Linked DNA regions of Mus musculus: region 2 is linked to region 1. A link is a contact called in public HiChIP or PLAC-seq data. All regions are on one chromosome and are shown on one strand. Each heading gives the region's core, a stretch centred on a gene start, on an enhancer-like site or on the middle of the called end of the contact. The rest is flanking DNA. Distances are from core to core; before and after follow the strand shown.

Evidence for each region. HiChIP or PLAC-seq counts read pairs in DNA pulled down with a chosen protein or histone mark.
Region 2: a contact with region 1 is called in an H3K27ac HiChIP or PLAC-seq map of heart atrium, with 4 times the contacts expected there. The contact joins two enhancer-like sites. A contact is called at or near these places in 2 of 484 Hi-C or Micro-C datasets (cerebral cortex and pancreatic cancer cells) and 6 of 115 datasets of contacts at active chromatin or transcription factors (SST interneurons, embryonic stem cells, heart atrium and 2 more).

Annotation. Positions count from the first base shown.
Region 1 is chr10:84,228,854-84,232,203 of GRCm38.p6, forward strand. No RefSeq gene overlaps it. Among named protein-coding and RNA genes, the nearest start is that of Gm46201, 110 kb to the right of the region's middle. Within about 2 kb of position 1,653, at least 25 of the 459 cell types and tissues checked have an H3K27ac peak or open chromatin away from gene starts, as enhancers often do. A contact at or near this core is called in cerebral cortex and heart atrium, where this site is marked.
Region 2 is chr10:84,409,429-84,412,783 of GRCm38.p6, forward strand. It overlaps Nuak1 (NUAK family, SNF1-like kinase, 1), which reads right to left. Exons shown (of 7, transcript NM_001004363.2): 2 at 188-308. Among named protein-coding and RNA genes, the nearest start is that of Nuak1, 30 kb to the right of the region's middle. Within about 2 kb of position 2,018, at least 66 of the 459 cell types and tissues checked have an H3K27ac peak or open chromatin away from gene starts, as enhancers often do. A contact at or near this core is called in cerebral cortex and heart atrium, where this site is marked.

The sequences.
Region 1 (3,350 bases), core at 403-2,902:
CCAATGACCGAGATGCATCTGTCAACTTTGCCAAGCCCCAACCTTGCCACTTGGCCCTGGACCCTAGATTATAGCCTTGGTTCCAGTTTCCCTATATGTAACGTAAGAAACAACCATGAATGAGATCATAATCTTTACATTGTACAGAGACAGCTAAGATTCAGAGAGCTGAGTCATTGCTCTTAGAAGAAACAACTAGAAGACAGAGTTTGAAGCCCCAAAGCCTGGTCCCTTCTTGCTCATAACCACTGCACCGTCTTGCCTCAACGCCTACACAAAATTGGTTCTTAAATCTGTGATAACGGAAACTTGGACAAGTTCATTAATTCCCTAGACCCCTGTTCCTGCAAGAGAAGTGTTTCATGATTGTATATCTTCTAAAGATGCTGTGGGGAATCACTAAGTCAGATAGTAAAGGGATTCATGGAGAACCCCAGCAGCTGTGGTCACAAAGCCAATGCTCACCGCAGCAGGAATACTGATTGATCTGTGAATATCACAAGCATCCGTGGTGTTTGCAATTACTTGCTTCAAAGCTTGTGATTTCCCTGAACTATGTGTTCCAGAAACTGTCTCTTCCTAATTTGCATTTGGCAGCCTCATCTCCACAGAGCACACTTGGGAACATCCTCTGCTTTCGATGTTATTTGTACATGTATTGATAAATGGCTTTTAAAGTCCCTCTCTCTTAGATTCCTGTGAGGATTAGATGACATAATGCATGCAAAACAGCTAGTATCATTTTTGGCTTGGGAATTGCACCTAATTAATATTGGTTCTTTTGCCTTTTGCAACAGAATACATTACTTGAGACAAACACTCCAGAGTCCTATAGCAGGTGCCTCTGAGGGACACAAACATCTCTAGCACAGCCCACATACCGTATGGAATGGGCAACGTGATGTACAAGGAAACCCATGCTGGAGTCTACCTTGGAGGGCAGGGGATGTTGTGGATTACAGAGAACAATGCTGCAGGCGTGTTTGAAAGTCTCCAGAGCAGAAAGAGGAAGGCACTTGATGTTCTGATCGCTTAAAACTGCTAATTAGGCTCATGCATGCTACAAACACTGGCAGCTCTTGTGTCCTGGGGTAATAGGGACAAGCCTGGCAAAGATGCTCACAACCATAGCCCACCTGTCCATAAGCCCATGTGCTGTGCCCATAAAGAGATGCTTCAACTGAGAACACTGGGGAACAAGCTACCAAGCACGTTTGAATGTTCTGAAATTCCGAGTAGAAATATAACGTCCAGGTGGGCACAAAAGTCTCCTTGCAACCACTGGGGAAATTCTACATTCACTGCACCAGGCAGTAGGGGAGAGAAACCGTGCCTTTGGGTGTGGAACACACTGCTTCTGGTTGGTGGATGTGCCCACTGAGAACTGCAGCAGCAAGTCAGCTGACATTTCCGAGCTTCCATGTCTTCATTTGCAAAATAGAAAATACGCACTTGGCACAGGTATGGGAAGCATAAAGAAGTAACCTATATGAAGGGACTAGCAGGTAATAAAGCCCCCATCAGTGCTACCACCTACGGGTAGCTAAGCTTATCTGAGGGCACCCACCAGTGAAATCATCGCGTTCCCGTCTTCCTACTCGAGTGGCTCCGGTGGTTGTACTGTTGAATGGCGCCTTGAATGAGTCACAGACTATTAATACACCGGGACTTGTCATAAGGACAAGTGACAAATAAGGGCTCAAGGACAGAAAGGACCTGGACCATTCTCAAATAAGATAAACTATGCCATAAATAACATGGCATTGGCTGACTTGGGGAGGGGTGCTGATGAGTAGCTGTTATGGATTTAGAGAGCTGGAAGCGGTCCAAGCATGAGAGGCTAGAATAAGAAGGTGCGAAGAGGGAGCTTTGACTCTAAGCAAATGAGAGGCCAATGAACCGCGGGAGCTGCCTACCAGACCAAATAATGTGGGGCCAATCCACGGCAGAGGAAACACCCAATGAAAGAGAAGTTAATCTGTGATTGACAACCCTAAAGAGTTTCAGGAACTCAGCAGCAGACACTGTTAGTGGATGAGGAAACTGAGGCAGGAAGTGAGCCTAGCCCTTTGCCTGTCTCCAACACCCTGGTGCAGACCCCAAGGGTTTGGTGAATTAGCCAAGGAGTCTTTAGACTTTCCAGTCCTTGAAAAGACCTCCAGATCTCAGGATCCTGCTTATCATAGCACAGCTCCTGATGTGTCCGCATTACCAGTAGAATACACATTTCTTAGCCCAGTAACAATTTGCCATGTCAAAGAATATTTTCAATGATTCTGTTCTTAGTTTTTATCTTATTTTACTTTATTTTGACTACCAATTAAATCTTTCCCGTGGTTCCTTTCTTGCCATTAAGAATATAAACTTTAAACCTGGACTATGATTAAAAGGAAATTTTCATTCCTTATCTGCTCCTTTTAAACTTTCTATTTTTAAAAATTTGTTCAACTAGGGCTTAAAAATCTTAAAATTATATTATAAAATATTAGTTTGTGTGATGTATAGCTTGTGTAAGAATAGGGATTTTTTTCTTTACTTAAAAGAAAAAAATTAATCTGGCAGTGGTGGCACACACCTTTAATATCAGCAATCAGGAGGCAGAGACAGGCAGATCTATGAGTTCAAGGCCAGCCTGGAATACAGAGTGAGTTCTAGGGCAGCCAGGGCCACACACAGAAAATAAACAAAAATCATGTATATATGTGCCAAACTTTGCTCAATAATAGTAGCAATTACATTTGCTTCATTTGAAATTAATCTTTCCTTTCTAAACATTTTTTAATTCATGAAGAAAATGCAACATATTTAAATAACAACCTCAAAATAAGATGGAATTTAAGCTTTCTAAATGTAAGTCTGATATATTGAATTTAAATAAAGGTTATACATAGTAGCCTTTACTTACAGCACAACAGAGAGAGAGAGAGAGAGGGAGAGAGAGAGAGAGAGAGAGAGAGAGAGAGAGAGAGAGAGAGAGAGAGAGAGAGAGAGGAAGAGAGAGGAAGAGAGAGACAGAGACAGAGACACAGAGAGAAACAGAGACAGAGACACAGAGAAATTCATTGAATTCTAAGCTTCTGAAACTATAAACCAACCAAGACAAACAAAATACAACCTAGGAAAGTGAATACAATACTAGGAAAGGGGACATTCATTTTTGAAAATTTAATTAATTAATTAGTTAGTTAGTTAGTTAATTAATTAATTTTACATCTCTACCTCAGTTTTTCCTTGCTCCCTTCTCCCCATCCTCCCCCCACCCCCATCCACTCCACTACCATCTTCTTGCCTTCTCTTTTTCTTTTCAGAAAAGGGGAGGGGGAAAGGAGGCATTCTTATTGGCCTATCAG
Region 2 (3,355 bases), core at 768-3,267, 180 kb after region 1:
GCTGCCCTATGTGTATCTGGTTGCATTCAACGTAACCAGATAGGAGATAACGCTTGGCTATTTTTATATCATGAAGCAAAATATTTGGCTCCTGCCCAGAAGGGCAATTACCTCAAAGTCTTGGCAAGGCCCCTGCGGAATGTGAAGCGGTAACTAATACAGAAGTAGGAGAAAGAGAGTCACTGACCTTCATAAATACTGATGATATGAGGATGGTTGAGGGATGACATGATCTCAATCTCTCGTCTGATGTGAACCATGTCTAGCTCGTCCTTAATTTTGTCCTTACGGATGGATTTTATAGCAACCTATAAAGTCAGGAAAGGAAACGTTACTCAGAGGACTAAACAGAAGCAAATCAACCATTGTTGCTGGGGGTGGAAAGTAAGTGCAGATGTTGCTTGTTGGCCAAACTGACAACCACCACAACCACTCCAGAACAACCCCTGCAATGTGTTCCGTTTATAAACACCCAGGGCTTGGGTCTTCATCTTCTTCCTCATTAGCAGCGGCAGCAGTTCATTTAGTCTAGGGATCCGATCCATCCTTTAGAGGGGAAGAGGGGGCAAAGTTGAGGTGGCTTCGCAGGGTGATTGTGATTATGGAAGGTGAAATTGGAAGCATTTAGTTCCTTGTGAGGCTGAGACAATGACTTAAAGAGAAGAAAAAAATCACTGGGTGGCCAATCCCAGAGCCAGTTCAGCCTTCAGAGCCTCATTCTGAAAACCCAATCTCAGCCCTGCTTACACATTTGCTTAAAATGTGTAAATCCTTCCTCCATCCTCCTCCAGACATCCTATTACAGGAGCATCCCATTACAAAGCGCGTAACAGACAATCCTCCAGAGACAAACCAGGACAAAGCAAACAGTGGGACAGCCTCACTCTGGGACCAGCCCGTCAATTCCAAAAGCCCCAAGTGCCCATGAATCCAAAGTTGTGGAGAACACCAGGGCCAGTCCGCAGACTCCTCAGACACGTGAAAAGAAACATCAGCCGGCAACAGGAGCCTAATGAGGAATGGATCTCTCTCTGTTCGCAAACAAGTTGGCAAGGGACAAAAGCAGGGAGCCTAACAACCTTCGGCTGCCACACTGTAAGTCTGCTTAGTTCCTTAAATGTGCCCTCCCCTGGCCTATGTCTCTCACATGAGCATCCTATCCTAGGTGAGAGAGAGGCAGCTAGCCCATTCCTCTAGGTAAGAATACACGGTGTTATCTGCAAAAGAACAAGGCCACGTGAGAAGCAGTTTACAACCGACTACATCCTGACAGGTGATATCACAAGGTGGCTCCCAGCCCACCACAGCAGGAATGTACCCACATCCCTGAGCACTTCAACTCCTGCCCTGCCCAGCTCCCGTCAACTACAAATAAAAACACATCTTCGTGAAAGTATGTCTACCTGAGATCTCACACACACATGCTCACACATGCACATACACAAATGCACACACATGCATGCACACATCACACCACGCACAGATCCACATGCACACATCACACCACACACATCCACATATTCATGCACACATATACCACACATGCACACACACACACACACAAATAAATGAATAAATAAAAGTATCTTAAAATGGGAGAGCAGAAGCTTAATGATGCTGTCCAAAAACCACATGACCATGATCTCTGATCCCTTGGCATCCTGTTCCCATTTGCTGATCAAAAGTGGCTCAGACAAGCACAGATGGGGACCCAATGGAGGCACCACCCTCTTTAGCTCCTGGGTAGACCCTGGGACTGGTTAAAGGAAACTGCACAGAGAAGAAGGAGCCTTACGGCCCCGGGGCCCCTTGTAACCGCAGTGCCAGGCTCAGAGCTACCCAGGCCCTCGTGACAGCCCCATTCAGTATGCAGCCAGATGATCCTCCGCTGCTACATCAGATTTGGGAAAGCAGGACTAAGAAGCTTTATCTTGGCTGAGTGAGGCCTGTATCCTGGGAGCTGATTCCTGGATGAAGCAGACACTGAACACACACAGGCCCTGGAGGATGTGGGTGGCTGCTGGGCCAACTTCCACATTCCTTCAAAAACTAAAGATGGGCCAAGGTCAGAAACCACCACCCTCCTCTGGGTACGCAGCACGCTGAGCTTGACCTCAAGGAAGCCCAACTGTCAAATCACGATAGTAACACATTCCTTCATCATCCAGGGTCAGAGAGGTAAGGACATTCTAACACATGAGAAAATGAGCCCACTGTCCAGGCCCTGCAAGAGTCCAGCGGCAGGCCAAGAGCCTTGTGGTGCCCCTGGCAAGGCAATACTTCTAGCCGGGCATGAGAGGGAAGCGCTCACATTCTCATCAAGCCCCACTCAGCACTGCAGAAACTCAAAGGGCACCACAATCGTTAAAAACCAGGGTGACTGTCCTTCTAACAGAAACCTCTCTGGGAATGCACTGCGTCTTCCATTGAAAATGTTGTTCCCATTGCAAATGGGCCGGGTGGGAATACAGGAGAAACGAAAGCCAGGAACCACTGAACAAACGGACTGTAACTGCCAAAGCAGAGGCTGGCCTCCACTGTGGAGATGACCCTTCCAAGGTCAGCCAGCCAACTAGTGGCAAACCAAGAAACAAACACAAGAATCCTGAGAGTCAGCACTCATTAACCATCTAACTTGCAAGCCAGATTCTGTGAGGTGCTCTGTGTGCTGTGATACGGCATCCAGCTCATGCCAGCCTCTGCTGTGTGTCTTCCCTCTGACTGGCACTGCCACGTCACTCCTTCTAGACCCTCCACTCACTTCAGGACATTAGATAACAACTAAAGTCCTCTTTCTTCTTCTCTTGTTTGCTGCACACCAGGACTATTTGTATAGGACCCAGACAACCAAATGGGACACTTTTAAAAGGGTGTTAAGAACAGAGACCCATAACCACAATCCGTAAGTGGGTATCTGCCTCCAGAAGCTGAAGGATAAGCTGGGCCAGTGCACAGATGCTACGAGGTAAAGGATAGAAACATGGCTCGGTGCCCTGGCTAAAACCATCCTCTAGCTGTGTGGCCTTGGGCCGGTTGCATAACCTCTCCATGCCCCAGTTTCTTCATCCATTCGTAAGGAACTAACAGAATCTGCTTCGAGGGCCCTGCAAACACTGCATGGCAGGTGCTTAAGACCATGCTTGGACCAGGTAACTGCTCGGTAAACATTAGCCGCTTTTACTCTGAGTTAGCATCCCGTAAGTAGAACCTCCTCTCTTCCTTAAAGCAAACTTGAAATTCCTGCTAGTTCCTCAAGACACAGCAAGAGATGTGCTTACACATGGAGATCACATTTGCTTGCCCCAAAGTACAGGCAGGACTAGAGAGAGACTGGTTTTGTAATGTAGTCACCAGC